Regions from separate parts of the Mus musculus genome. Here region 2 is linked to region 1. The links are chromatin contacts, called in public promoter capture Hi-C maps. All regions are on one chromosome and are shown on one strand. Each heading gives the region's core, a stretch centred on a gene start, on an enhancer-like site or on the middle of the called end of the contact. The rest is flanking DNA. Distances are from core to core; before and after follow the strand shown. Region 1 holds the start of Ppp1r9b (protein phosphatase 1, regulatory subunit 9B). Region 2 holds the start of Snf8 (SNF8, ESCRT-II complex subunit, homolog (S. cerevisiae)).

Region 1 (6,823 bases), core at 3,329-5,828:
AGGTGGGAATCTGTCTGCCCCTGCACGGCAGTCCCTGTGCCCCTCTGCTGTCTCTCTCCTTCTAGGTGTCTAACTCAGACCTTTTCATAGGATCAGAGAAAAGGAGACGGGCTTTGTAGGTACCTGGTGTTCATGAAGAGGAACCACGGTGGTTTTTGTTTTTTTGTTGGTTTTTTTTTTGTGGCTTTACTGGTAGCTAAGTTGGCATCGCTTAAAGTCAAGTTGGGGCAGGAGTGGTAGAGGCAGCTCTTATCAGCTGTATGGACCAGAAGGGTTAAAGGAAGACACTGTCTCCAGCAAGACCTGTGCCAGGGCCTCCTCTGCTCTAGGAGCATGCTCATGGGCACCCTGCAGGCAGGGTTACCCCTTTGTTGGGGCTTACTGAATGCCATTCAAATCTCCAGTCTCATCACAGAGGCACACTGTCATGGTGGGAGGCAGAGAGGACACTTCTAGGACCAGCCATCAGCACAGCTGGGGTTTATGGGCTCACCTAGTTAATGCCCTCGACTCTACTGTATCAGACACTTTCATGCTCGTCCAGCTACTGTGCACGGGTCAGCAGATTGCTCCCCAACATCTGGACAGCGGTCCCCAACATCTGGCCAGCGGTCCCAGCCTTGAAGCAACAGACTCTATTCCACATATAATCCATTACCCAAGGTCACAGGGGTTGCTCATCCAGTAGCGGGGCAGCATCAGATTCTAGATGGGCTGTGGTAGGCGGGTCACTAGTGACTTAGTTCCCTACTTCAAAGGTGTTCCAAGCTTTAGGACAAAGAATGGCCTCAGCCTGGGTCAGCAAACTGGCCTTGTCCCATCTCTTTACCTGAGGCCTCTGGCCTTTCCCCTGTGCCCAGAGACAGTGTTGCCCCTAGCCCCTTCCCATCACCCAACCCATCTCCACACCCCATCACACACTCCACGCTGTCTCCCAAAACACTCTGGGGAACTGATCTGGGCCTTGGCTTCTGTCCACAACCTGATCACCTTTTGCATCCTGCCCCCCGTGGGAATCCCAGGCAGGCCTCAGGCTCAGAGGCCAGGGACCACCAGAAACCACACCTCCTATCAGAAGGCCCTGGGTTCAGCTATCTCCTCGGCTGACAGTTTGGAATCATATCCTCTGCCCTGAGCAGATACCCCGACCTCCATAACGGTGACAACTGGGTCAGGGAGGGGCGGAGAACCCTGGCTTCAGAATTAGTGTGGAGGTGGCAAAGGAGAAAAAGCCTGGGGCCCTAGCCAGGCTGAGGAGGCTAAAAGCCCCAGTAAGGCCAAAAGTCAGACACGTGGGGCATCTGCACTGCTCTGGCTTTCACGCTAGTGGCCGGCTTGCTCCAGAGTCACCAGGGAGTCCGGAGCACTGCTCCAAATCATGTGCTATTTTTTACCAAAAAAATCAGGGTAAGGCGTCAGATATAGACAGAGGCCCAGACCACATTCTCTCTCCATGAGGGCATGGGGCTGCTCACAAACCCCATGGGGATTGGACAACTGCCTCTGACACCCTCCCACCAGCCTCCACTCCTTCCTGGATCCCACTGCCTTCAAGGGGAACAGGGCATGGAAGAGTCTTCCAAACCCCAGAGCAGGGAGGGAAGAAAGGCTGGCCACCCTTAACCTCCTGGACCTCTACTGGCCTGGGGGGAAAGGAGGAGGTGGAGAGTGAGAGAAACTTGGGCAGCTTTGGTGTCCAGGAGTAACAAACACAATGGGGTTTGGCTTCAGAGGGCAAGGAGGAAGGAGCAGGGTCGAGGCCAACGAAAGTCCTTGGTGCTGTATGCTCCCCCAGGGACAGGCCAGGTGCTAGGCTCCATAGAGCTTGGGTAGGGAAGAAAAGACCATCCAAGCTGGACGTGCCAGCTGGGCTCACAGGGCAGGGGGGAATGGGAGTGGTCTCCTGAGCTTAATTCTCCCCAGGGGACATCTTTTCTCTACCACCACTACTCAGAGGATCTCAAAGCACTGGCTGGCACAGTTCACAAACCAATCTTCAATAGTGGTGCTAGAGAAAGGGGGAGAGGGGCTGAACAAGCAAGCCCCCAGCCTCTTTTAAAGTCCATAGAGAATATGGAAGGCTATAGGCATGAAAAGCCTGCCCAGGCACCTTAGGGGAACTTCCAAACTCACCCCCCTCTTCCTGTAGGGCCTGCTCCTTCAGGGACCATATAAGATGCCCCTTTCCTGGATGCAACCCTGGATATGGGAAGCTGGCCCAGCACAGACTTAAGGAGTAGGGTTCTTTCTCCCAGCCCCAGTCACATGGCCTTGGTCCAGCTCACCCTAGAAGACTGCTTCCTTCTTTCACTTCTGCAAAGTGGGAGTGGGAGTACTAGCAGGGAAGAGGGTCAGCCTTCCACTGTATCTTTGTTTGGGGAAGTTCCTAGCTCCCCTCTGTCACCCCAGACAGAGCCAAGCCTCACACATCCAGAAGCAGGAAGCGTCCCTAAGCTCCCCACCTTTCTCTTCCTGACAGCACATGTGTAGGAACAGTATCCCCAGGACATGTCCCACACCCCTTCAGGGCAGCCAAGTCCCAGCCTCTGGCAGCTTCTGGAAGAAAGAATGTCTGGGGGAGGAAGAGAGAGCAGGTGTCCCAGAGTAGGCGTGGAGTAGGGAGGGATGCTGGGCGGGGTTAGGAACCTGAGGGCAGGTCGCAGCAGGCTACCTTCACAATCACAGACCTGAAAACCTTCCCACTCTGACAAACAGCTGGAAGTTCCCCCACGCCTCCCTCATTGTGGGAACTTCTGGGAACCCGGCTGGGTGGCAGGGGCTGACTCAGCCTGCCAAACACGGATGTCTGGGCGGGAGCGACCACACGCACGTGGCAAGGGCAGCTCGGGGGGCCCAAGGGGGGTCACTCACTTGGATCGGTGCGGTGCTGAAATGGATCTTCCGGCTCGGGGCCGGGTCCTCTTCCTCTGAGAGCCCGGGAATCTCCACACACCCTGACTCCGGCTCATAGGGGGGCTCCCCGTCCTCTTCGTCTTCTTCATCGTCCTCCTCCAGGGCACTGCCCCCAGAGTCCTCCCCGAGTCCACTGTAGGCGCTCACATCCACCAAGTCCGCTTCCGAGAAGTCCTCCTTCTTGGATTCATCCACCTCCTCAGGTGCCATGTCCGGGGCCCGGCCATTGTCCACCCCCCTCTCTAGCGTCGCCACTGACGCCGCCGCCTCCTCCTCGGGGACCGCTTCGGCCTTGGGTTCCTCGGGTGCAGGGCTGGCTGTGGTGGCCGGGGTGCTGCCATTCTCCAAGGCTGCATGGACCGTCACCTCGGCCTGGATCACTTCCCCGGGAGCCGACTCGGCCTCAGACTCCCCACTTTCTTCAACCTCCACCGGCTTGATCTTGCGCACCTCCCGCGGCTTAGGCGGAGGTCGGGCAGGGGCCACCCGGTGCTGTGGGGGCTGCTGCCCTCCGGGGCCACGCTCCTTCTCGGTCGCGCCATCCCCCGACGGGGCGGGAGGCGGCGGCGGTGGCTGGAACACCCGGGACCGCTTAGTGACCAGCTTCGAGTTGACCTGGGGCGCCCCGGCTGCCCGAGGGGGGCCGGGTGCACGGTGAAGGCCGGTCCTCGAGTCGGCTTTCTCGAAGACCGCACTGAGCTGGCTGACCGTCGGCGACACGGCGTCAGCATCCAGCTTGTCCAGCGCCTCGGTGCTGCCGTTAAAGCGCACCACGACGTCCAGCTTCCGGTCCTGCAGGCCGGCGCGCTCCTGCCTCAGCAGCCGCCGCGCCACGGCCTCCTTGTCGCCACCCGAGGCCGCGGGGACGCTCCGTTCGAACAGCTTCCGCGTCTCCTGCAGCCGGGACGGCGGGTGCGGCGGAGGAGCGGGCTGCGCCGAGGGCGCGGGCTTGGAGTCGAAGCGGCTCACGCGCTCCGACACACTGGTGCCCAGCTTGAGCAGGGCACTGTGGTCTACGTTCTCGTTCAGGCTGCTGGCCCGCGGCAGGGACAGGCGCACCCCGCGATCGGACGCCCGTGGGGCCTCGGCCATGCCTGCGCCTCCGCCTGCCTCACCCGGCGGCCCCGCGGTGGTGCCCATCTGCAGGAACATACTTTTGATGCGGTGGACGTTGGAGCCATATTTCTTATGGTGGGCCGCCTTGGGTGCCTCGTCGGGCCCGGGTGCATCGGGAGGCTTTAGTGCCTGGATGCCCGCTTCGTAGGCGCTGCGGTGCGGGGAGGCGCTCCGGAGGGGACCCCCGGGCCCCCGAGGCTCCGTCTTCATCATGGTTGGGGGAGCCGGGTTCGCATCCCCCTGCTCCCCGCTGCCCCCCTCCAGCAGGCGGCTGGCCAAGTCGGGACCACCGCCCCCTCCCCCCAAAGAAAGAAATCCCGAAAGGCCTTCTATAGAGTCCCCCAGAAACCAAGCTGCCAAAAAACAGTTAACCCTGCTTTAAAAAAAAAAAATCTCCGAGCGCCCTGTGTGGGTCGCCTCCCCCAACCAAGCTGCCAAAGACAGCCAGCCCCCTTCGAAAGCTCTAGCGGCCTGGTGCGGTCGCCCCCACCCAAATTGAAGAAGCGGAGGCTGGCTGGAGCTGCTGGGACCGCGCGCCCAGCCCGCGAAGCAGCGGCCACGGCACCGGCTCACATCCTCCGAGGCGGTGTCAGCGGCGCTGGCGGCGCAGGCGCCCCCTACTCCGGCCGGGGGCCTTGGCTCTCGGGGTGCCCGGCATCCCCGCGCCCGTGGCTGCTCCGCTGACCCGGGCCGCTCCGCCGCGCCTCCCTCCCTCCCTCCCTCCCCCCCGCGCCCCGAGCCTCGGTCTTTCTCTAGCTCTGCCCGAACCGCGGCTGCCGGAGACCGAGCGGCTGCCCTTCTCGCCGCCGCCGCTGGGGGACTGGTACCACTGGGTCCTAAAGGGATCGGATTTCCGGGGCCGGAGCCTGTGAGCCCTCCCCTTCCCTTCCACCCTGTCGCCTGGTCTCTCCTACTCATAGTTGGCGGACAGCCTTCCGCAGCTTCACCGACCTTGGCTATTCTTCTTCAGCCCTCCCATCCCAAACTCGGCTTTTCACAATCCACTTAGGCGTCCCCTCATTTAACCCTGGGGGCGGGGAGCCATCCAGCCACAGCAGGAACTGGCCTTCTCCTCCCACAAAGTGAAGGGGTTCTGTGGGGAGGGCCCTTAATCATTTCTCTAAAGGTCCTTAGAGTGTTCAGGGGTACCAGCAACAAAACTTTTGGGTGCTAGATCAAAGTACATAATTTCTAGCTCCTTCCCAAAGGTGAAGGGGAATCTCAGAGGCGGAACCTGGGATTCTTCATTTTAACAATTCCCCATAGGAATTTTTTTTTTTTCATCTTTCAGAATGTAAAACTTGGGCCCAGCAATCTTTGTGGTGCTCTGTCCGGAGGAGAAATGAAGAAAGGGACAGGGTTGGGGGTTACATCACCCATATGGCAGGAGATTACCAAAGATGCTTTTTTGCCTTGGGAAGTCTTAAAATGACGTTGTTCACCTACCCCTTTGGGGAGAGGTATAGAATCCTGGCCTTCATAACCTGCCAGAAAAGATCTCTGAAACAGGAAGGTTTGTAAGGTGTTGGGGGAGGTTGGAAGGAATGATTCTAGAGTCCCAGGGCTAAAGTTTCCCTATTGAGAGTTCTACGTTGGGTCTCAGACTTAGAGGATTCTGGTCACTTGTGTGCAAGCGTGTTTGTGTGTGTGTGTACCCTACAAATCCCACCTTGAAAACTCAGCTTCTTTAGAGCTCCTTCATTCCTCACATACACAACAAGGGGCCTTGTTATGCCCGTTATCCTTCCCCAATCTAGCAGTGAGGATCCGTCCAATATTCAGTCAGGTCTAGATGTGTAGCTCCTCCAGTCGTTGGTAGATTCCCAGGAACTGAACAGGGTGGACACTAGGACCCAGAAAACAACTCAGGCACAAAGCCTCCCCCCTCTCCCCAGCTGCTTCCTGCATCTCAGGCCTTCCTGCGGCCTCTGCCTCCTCCCCCGCCCTCTTCCCCTCCATCCTCTTCCTCCTCTTCCCGTTTTCTCACTCTCTCCGGTTGGCCTGGCCCAGCTCATAGAGGGAACCCTCTACCCTTCCGTTCTCCGTGTGTGGGTTTTGTGGGACACTAACCCATGGCACGTGCGAAAGAGCTCTGTGCATGGGGGGGATGGGACGTGGGGAAACCGCCTGGGAACCCTGAAGATTGGGATGGGGAGGAGCCAAGAACCACTGGACTGGCTCCCTAGAGTAGTGTGCCAGGAGAGGGAAGATTTTTTGGCTCTCATCTGGAGCCGGAGATGAACCCAAATCTCAGGCTTTCGGATGCCCCCTGCATTTTTGCACAGTGGGCAGGAGACTTACCCCTCCCCAGTTCTGCGTTTGGGGATCTGTGCAGGGTAAAGAAGCCATCCAGGTTCCGTCTCCCCTCCTGACCCATCTTTCATGAACAAGCTTTAGGACATGTTCTCAAATTCAAGTCTGGGGCTTGAGCCCTTCACCCTAACCCGGCTACGGCAGTCAGTGGCTTGTTTTTTGAGAAAGGGCCTGCAGTATCCTGTGCTGGCTTCGAACTAAATACTTAGTCAAGGATGACCTTGAACTTTTCTGATCCAACTGCCGCCACCTCCTGAGTGCTGGAATTACAGGCTTGAGCAGTTACTCCAACCGAGGGCTTCCTTCTTGCTCAGCAAGCATTTTAGCAACTGTTTTACATCCCCAGCTCCCTCTGCAGTGGTTGGGCGATGCCCTTCTGCTCACCCCATTGCCAGTTGGGAATCTGAGCAGTGTTCTTAGAGTTCCTCTGTGGACTTGGTGGAGGGCCCAGGGCCCTGGGTGTTCTGCCCAGAATCTCCCA
Region 2 (7,414 bases), core at 118-2,617, 1.0 Mb before region 1:
GTAAATAAATATCAGTGGGCTGGAGAGATGGCTCAGCGGGTAAGAGCACTGGCTGCTCTTCCAGAGGTCCTGAGTTCAATTCCCGCACCACGTGGTGGCTCACAACCATCTGTAATGTCATCTTGGTGCCTTCTTCTCGTGTGTCTGAATACAGCAACAATGTACTCACATATATTAAATAAATAAATCTTTTAAAAATAAATAGATAGATATCAGCATTCGTTTTTGTTTTGTTTTTCAAGACAGCACGGTGACTCTTTATAGCCATGGCTATCCTGGAATTCCCTCTGTAGACCAGGCTGGCCTCCAACTCAGAGATCCATCTGTCCCTGCCTTCCCGAGTCCTGGGATTAAAGGCGTGTGCCACCTCTGCCTGGCGAAATGTCAGTACTCTGAGGAAAAATTATCATTTTGGTTTTTAAAGAAAGTTTAAATTTTTGCTGTGTTGAGCACGGCTTCCAGCACTTGTGCATGTCAGGCAAACGCTCTAACGCTGAGGTACATTCCCAGATCACTGGATGAACTTTTTAAATCTAGGTTGACATGGAATTGTAATGAGGATTGAACATGACCATAAGGTTGGGAAGGGTGGCATTTGCTCTGATCAGACTGAGGCTGGACAGGCTGGGAGCCCAGCCTTAGCAGCAAAGTGAGACACCATCTTTAAAAAAAACAAAAAGAGACAATAACCAAATAAAATAAAAAGGGGAAACGCACAAGTCTAATCAGTCAAAAATCTTAGCTAGTATTACTAGCCATTCTCCCTAAATCTGGATTTGCCTGACATCCTATTTTTAGTTCAGTGGAGACGATCTATACCAAAGGTATATTGGCCAGCCCTGGTCCATCTCCCTTCCTGTCTGAAGCCTTTCAGTCACTCACCTGGGCCAGCTGGTCCTCAGCCAGGACAGTCCCTCGCTCCTTATACTTGGCCTGTCAGACAAAAAGACCGGCATGAGTTGTGACAGTGATCGCCAAGGCTCCCATTGCGCTGCCACTGCCTTAGTATTAAAGATATGTCTTATGCAGTGACTTAACCAGCAGCCTCCTGACACTCCAATCACTCCTCCCTGGGCTCCGGAGAAACCTGTCTTCTACAGATTTAGGGGACTAGAACTCCATTCCGGGAGAATTCAGTGTCTCGAGGGCAGAGCAGGCTCCATCCCGGCTTCTTTCGCGCTCACCTCTGCGAGTTTCTTCTTGGCAATGGCGCCAGCTCCCACCCCGCGCCGGTGCATCCCCACCCCGGGCCCGCGGGCCGCCCCGCAGCCCCGACCCCAGCTCTCCGCGTCCCAGGTTCTGTCGCCAGCTCCCAACACGGAAGCCGGGTGCCGTGCGTCATTTGAGCGCGCCGGAAGTCTCGATATTCACTTCCTGCCGCGGAGTCGAGGAGTTTCTTGCAAGGGCCCCAGTCCCCGCCCTAGCTGGGGGCCAATTTCCAGGAAGTCCAGACGACATCGCAAACGCTAACCCCATGTCCTATTTTAATTCCCCATGCATCCTACCAAGGTGGGCTCCTGGAGAGCGACAGATGCTTCAGGGACATGACCAAGAGCTGTGTTGGCCATGGAAGGTGCCATTTTTTTTTTTTTTTTAGCAAGGGTCTCTCCATAACCATGGTTGGTTGGTCTGGAACTATGCAAGCCAAGCTCACTTCGAATTCAGAGTTCTCCTGCCTTTACCTCCAAATGTTGGGATTAAATGCATGAGCCACCAAACTCATGGGTGCTACCTTGAGCAAAAACCGAGAATAAAACGAAACCTTAGATTAACAAAAAAAAAAAGGCGGCAGCATCTGATAGTTTTGTGCCACGCACTGCACAACTTGCCTTGTTCTATACTTGTTCAAAACCCTCAAGTTCGTGAGTTGGTATTGTATTTCACAAGGGATTCGGGAATCTGCCTTAAATTACTTAACGTCATGAAATAGGACTAGCTATGAGTCAGACAGTCTGACTCAAATTTGGGTTTTTTGGAGGGGGCGGAGTGGGCTAGGGGGAGACAGAGTTTCTCAATGTAGCCTTGGCAGTCCTAGAATTCACTTGCTCTGTAGACCACACTGGCCTTGAATTCAGAGATCTTCCCCATCTTGAGCCACCATACCTGGCCCTTAGCTGTAAAATCTTAACCCAACTCAAGAATTTCTGCAGAGGAATTCAATAGGTAAGTTTGATCAAGTCAGGGTTTGTTTATTCCACCTAGCAGACAGGCTTACTGCATGAACTTCTAAATTTCTCCCTAACACAGGCAGTGTTGTGCCTAGTAAGAGCTAGTGGTGAGGTTTTAAATACAATCGTTATGATTAAAAACGATGTTTATAGACAGTCTTTTACAGTGGCTGGCTAGGAGGAAATACATTACACAAACGAAGGGAGGAAAACATGTAACTCTGTTTGAGACTTTGACACTCTCATCAGATATTCAAGATGCCACAAATGTAAATCCAAACTTTTCCTTTGCCTTCTTTTTTTTTTTTTAAGATTTATTTATGCCGGGCAGTGTCGGCAAATGCCTTTAATCTCAGCACTTGGAAGGCAGAGGCAGGCTGATTTCTGAGTTCGAGGCCAGTCTGGTCTACAGAGTGAGTTCCAGGACAGCCAGGTCTACACAGAGAAACCCTGTCTCGAAAAAAAAAAAAAAAAAAAAAAGAAGAAGCCGGGCGGTGGTGGCACACACCTTTAATCCCAGAGAAACCCTGTCTCAGAAAAAAAAAAGAAAAAGGAAAAGGAAAAAAAAAAGAAATTCAGAAGTCTTAAAAAAAATGTAAATGTTTTTAAATTGTATTTTTATGTATGTTTTGTCAGTGTGGATGTACATCACTTGTATGCAGTGCTCTTAGATGCCAGAAGAGGGCATCAGATCTCTTGGGACCAGATATATAAACAGTTGTAAAGTGTCTTGTCCATGCTGGGAATTGAACCCCAGATCCTTTGCAAAAACAGTCAGTGCTCTTTACCACTAAGCCATCCCTCCAGCCACCCCACCCCATAAATATACATATGATATATAATATAAGATATATGATATAAATTTTATTTCAAATTTCCTTTTGTTGTTGTTGTTTAACTATATTTGCCATGTGATCCAGCAGTTCTACTGGGAGGATTTTTTAAAAAAGATTTATTTATTTTATGTATATGTGAGTATACTGTCACCATCACTGTCTTCAGACACACTAGAAGAGGGCCTTAGGTCCAATTACAGATGGGTGTGAACCACCATGTGGCTACTAGGACTTGAACTCATGACCTTCAGAAGAACAGCCAGTGCTGTTAACTGCTGAGCTGTCTCTCTAGCCCTTTTGGTTTTTTGTTTTCTTTTTTCTTTTTCTTTCTTTTCTTTTTTTTTAATAAACCAAATCCACTCAGACTGCGTTCCCTCCCTCTCACCCTCCCGAAGGAGAGAAGAATGATCATCAATGGCAAGAGGCAGCTGCAATCAAGCAGCACCTAGAGCCGGCTTCACGCTCAGTAGGGGATGCTACGTCTCGTCCTCGTGGTTTCAGGTGCTCTACACAGTCAGAGAAACTTCTCTAGTAACGAACTATAGAAATGATCCCTGAAAGTATAGTCTTCCTTTTGTTGTTTTTTAAAGACAGAGTTTCTCTATAGTCCTGGAACACAGTTTATAAACTAGGCTGGCTTTGAACTCAGAGATCCACTTGCCTCTGGTGCTGGGTTTAAAGTCATGCACCATGCCAGGCAGTAGTGACCCATGCCTTTACTCCCAGCTCTTGGGAGGCAGAGACAGGCAGGTGGCAAATCTCTATGGTTCAAGGCCAGCCTGGTCTACAAAGCAAGTCCTGGACAGCCAGGGATACACACACACACAAAACCCTGCCTCAAAAAATTAATTAATTAATTAATTTAAATAAATAAAAAGAAAAGCCATGCATCACTCCAGGTTTCTTCCTTCCTTTCTTCCTTCCTTTCTTTTTAGACAAAGTCTAACTGTGTAGCCCTTGCTTGCCTTGAACTCACTATCATGAATCAGGCTGGCTTTCAGACTCAAAGACATCCACCTGCCTCTGGCTCCAGAGTGCTGGGATTAAAGATGTGGGCTGCCATGCCCTTCATCTTTATTTTATTTTATTTTGTTTTATTTTGAGACAAGTTCCACTACATCATCCTAACTCCAACTATATAGTCCAGCTTGCTCAAACTCTCAGCAATCTTCATGCCTCGTCTAACCCTACCATCCTTTAAGGCTTTGGTTCTGCCTCCTCACTCACTCTCATGCTGTATTTCCTGTTGCTCATCTTCTTGTTTATTGACATAGTTTTGGTTGTGTGTTGTGTGCACATGCACACACACACTAAACCTGCCTCCAGCTGCACCAGAAGAGGGCATCAGATCCCATTATAGATGGTTTGGCTTTGGTTGTGAGCCACCATGTGGTTGCTGGGAGTAGAGCTGAGGACCTCTGGAAGAGCAGCCAGTGTTCCTAAGCCAAGCCATCTCTCCAGCCCAACATAGTCTTTTTTCTTTTTGTTTTTTGTTTTTGTGTGTGTGTTTGTTTGTTTGTTTGTTTTTCGTGAACAGGGTTTCTCTGTATAGCCCTGGTTGTCCTGGAACTCATTATGTAGAGCAGGCTGGCCTCTAACTCAAAAATCTGCCTACCTCTGCCTCCCAAGAGCTGGGATTAAAGGTGTGCGCCACCACATCTGGCACACGTAGCTTTCTAATTGATGTAAAATGTGTGTGTCTGTGTGGATATACACAAGTTTGTGTGTGTGCCCTCTTTGGCCAGGAATGGATGTTGTGTCTTCTGGAGCAAGAGTTAGAGGCCATTGTGAGGCACTGGATGAGGGTTCTGGGACTGAACTCTGGTCCTCTCAGTCTTACCACTGAGAGGTCTCTCCAACCCACTTATTTACAGTTTTGTCCTCCCAGTCTCCGCTTAAATGACATGTTCTTACTCCATTCCATCTAGAAAAGACTTTTCTGTCTTTCTCCATGTGACTCAGCGTGCTGTGATTAGTAGTGTGTTCGTGTGTTTAAAGATCAAGGCTTGCTGGCACAAGTTGTTCCAGCAACTTGAAAGGCCCATGTAGTCGAAGAACCTTCTCCTATTGGGTTTATTTGCTTGCTTTTGAGACATGAGGACAGTTTCATGTAGCCAAGTCTGTCCTTGAACTCCTGATCCTCCTGCCTTCCCTTCCTCAGCACTGTTATTACAGGCTGGTGACTTTGTTAGCAATCAGGGCTGCCATTGTGTCTGTGTGCTTCATTGTTGTATACAGTGAGTTAGTCAGAATCCCTCTTGTCTATGTCGTTTCTAGTATGGTTGTAGGAGGCATAGAGGAATAAGTTGATGTGTCCCTTTTCCTTGGGAGGCATGGACACACCCAAGATACACATGGCTATGCCCTGCGAGTGCTCAGCTGACATTTGAATGAGTTTTCACCATGGACACCAAGGTTTACTTCAGCTTAAGGCTTTATTGGTTTGGTTCTCTCAGAGACTTTGGACCAGGGCGGAAGCAGGAGCCAAGCAAGCTAAGGTCAGAGTCCAGTCCTGCTCTGGGCTAGGTCAGTCACTGAGACCTGGAAGAAGGGGAGACAAGAAAAAAGAGGGAGGGAGTTACCAACTTGGAGTCAGCACAGCAAATTTATCCTGCTGTCCAGGCATAGACAAACCACTCCTATCTGTAAATGACCTTTCTCGGTGATTGATTAGTAGTCAAAATCTTTCACAAAAGTACCAAGACAGCACCCCCACCTTCTGACAGGGATTTGTCCTCTGAACTGGCTTGATCATGTTCTCTTGTCTATCTATCTGTGTATCTGTATCTGTGTGTGTACATCATATGCATGTATGTATACACATGTGTCTGTGTCTGTGTGTGTGTGTGCACATGCCTATAAGTACAGACCACAGGTTGATAGCCACTCTAATTTTTTAAAGACGTATTTCCTTTTATTTTATGTGTTTGTGTGTTTTGTCCACTTGAATGCATGTGTACAATGTGCATACAATGCCTATAGAGCTCCAAAGAGAATCCTCTGGAACTGGAGCTGTGGATGGCAGTTAGCCATCAAATAGGTGCTAGGAACAGAACCCAGGTCATCTGGAAGAACAGCGAGGGCTTAGCCACTGAATCATCGCTCCAGCCTTTGTCCACTTTTTTTTTTCTTTTAAGACAAGGTTTTCCTATTTTCTCTTGATGTCTTGGAACTCACTCTGTAGACCTAGCTGAGCTTAAATCACAGGAATCCGCCTGCCTCTGCCTCTAAGTGCTGGGATTAAAGGTGTGCACCACCATGTCCGGTCCAGTGAGCATTCTACCCAGTAAGCTCTCTTCTCCCTCTTTACCTTCTGGAAAGCACCCAGATTCCCTCCCTCCACCCCTCCCCAGCTCCCAGGAAGTCTGGGTGAGTTTGGGCTTCTGTGTTTTGAGTGGAGATCCTCTTCACCATAGGGTACATGGGTCACTCCACAGTATTTCGACCCTCACTCTGGAGCAGAACCTAGCTGATGGTCACTGAGACAAACAGTAGTTATAGAGCAGAATCATATGAACAAATAAGGGCTCCTATCCCTGGGAAAGGTGCCCTGGCCCAAGGGTCACGAGGGAAAGCTGAGGACAGAAAAGGCGGCCAGATGAGAAGACAGCCTAAACGAACAAGCTTGCAACACCCCCATGGCCCCTTTGCTCCCGACCTGAGTCGGCAGAGCTCTGTTTGGTCCACCATCCAGGCCAGTAGCTCTTGAATCAGAAGGTCTCTCAGCACATCATCATCACTGAGGCTCTTGGGCAAAGAGCTGCAAAGGAGAGAGATTGCAGGAGCCAGGATGCTTTGTTAGCAGACAGCCGCACTCTGTAGCCCTGACTGGCTCAGAACCTGCTATATAACCCAAGTTGGGCTGCCTCTGTCTCTGCCTCTGGATTGCTGGGATTAAAGCATATGCTAGGAGCTAAGGAGCTAACACAGCTTGCTGCTTCTGGGTTAGTTCCACTCTCAGCTCCTGGGACTCCTTTGTGCTGGGCCCTCCCTGGTTCTGCCTTCTCAGAGAATACAGGGTCCGCAATCCAGGCAAAAACCAAACACAGCTTCAAAGTGAGGTAGCTCACTGACTCGCCTAGCAAAGTGTGTGAGAATGCATCCCAGTGACCCCAGAGAGAACTTCCCTGAGCCTCACACCCATTATGTCATAGAGTGGGTGGCTTTGGGAGAATGCCAGGGTCTCCCAGTGGTCTCCAAGACAACCTTCCTGAGATTTGGCAAGGAAGTGTCAGCTCTGGTCTGAGGTTCCTATTCCCCTCTCTCTTGATTCAGGAAATCATGTGTACCTTTAGTCACAGACCTTAGAAAGCCCTCAAGGGGTCCTCTAGGACATTACTCACTAGTGTCCTTCTTAAGCTCTTAGAGGGAGAGGTGTTTACTGTGGGGTCCCTGCCCTCGTCTACAGGC

Evidence for each region. Capture Hi-C pulls out chosen DNA fragments and counts their contacts.
Region 2: a promoter capture Hi-C map of liver shows a contact between it and region 1, with 4 times the contacts expected there. The contact joins the promoter of Snf8 here to the promoter of Ppp1r9b in region 1. A contact is called at or near these places in 1 of 115 datasets of contacts at active chromatin or transcription factors (large pre-B cells) and 1 of 9 other capture datasets (liver).

Annotation. Positions count from the first base shown.
Region 1 is chr11:94,988,967-94,995,789 of GRCm38.p6, reverse strand. It overlaps Ppp1r9b (protein phosphatase 1, regulatory subunit 9B), which reads right to left and starts at 4,578. Exons shown (of 10, transcript NM_172261.3): 1 at 2,872-4,578. The coding sequence starts at 4,242.
Region 2 is chr11:96,028,838-96,036,251 of GRCm38.p6, reverse strand. Snf8 (SNF8, ESCRT-II complex subunit, homolog (S. cerevisiae)) reads right to left here and starts at 1,367. Exons shown (of 8, transcript NM_033568.3): 1 at 1,185-1,367; 2 at 883-933. The coding sequence starts at 1,238. It overlaps Gip (gastric inhibitory polypeptide), which reads right to left. Exons shown (of 6, transcript NM_008119.2): 5 at 6,663-6,764; 6 at 5,424-5,545. The coding sequence ends at 5,536. Gm24949 (a small nucleolar RNA gene) reads right to left here and starts at 3,574; the gene lies at 3,360-3,574.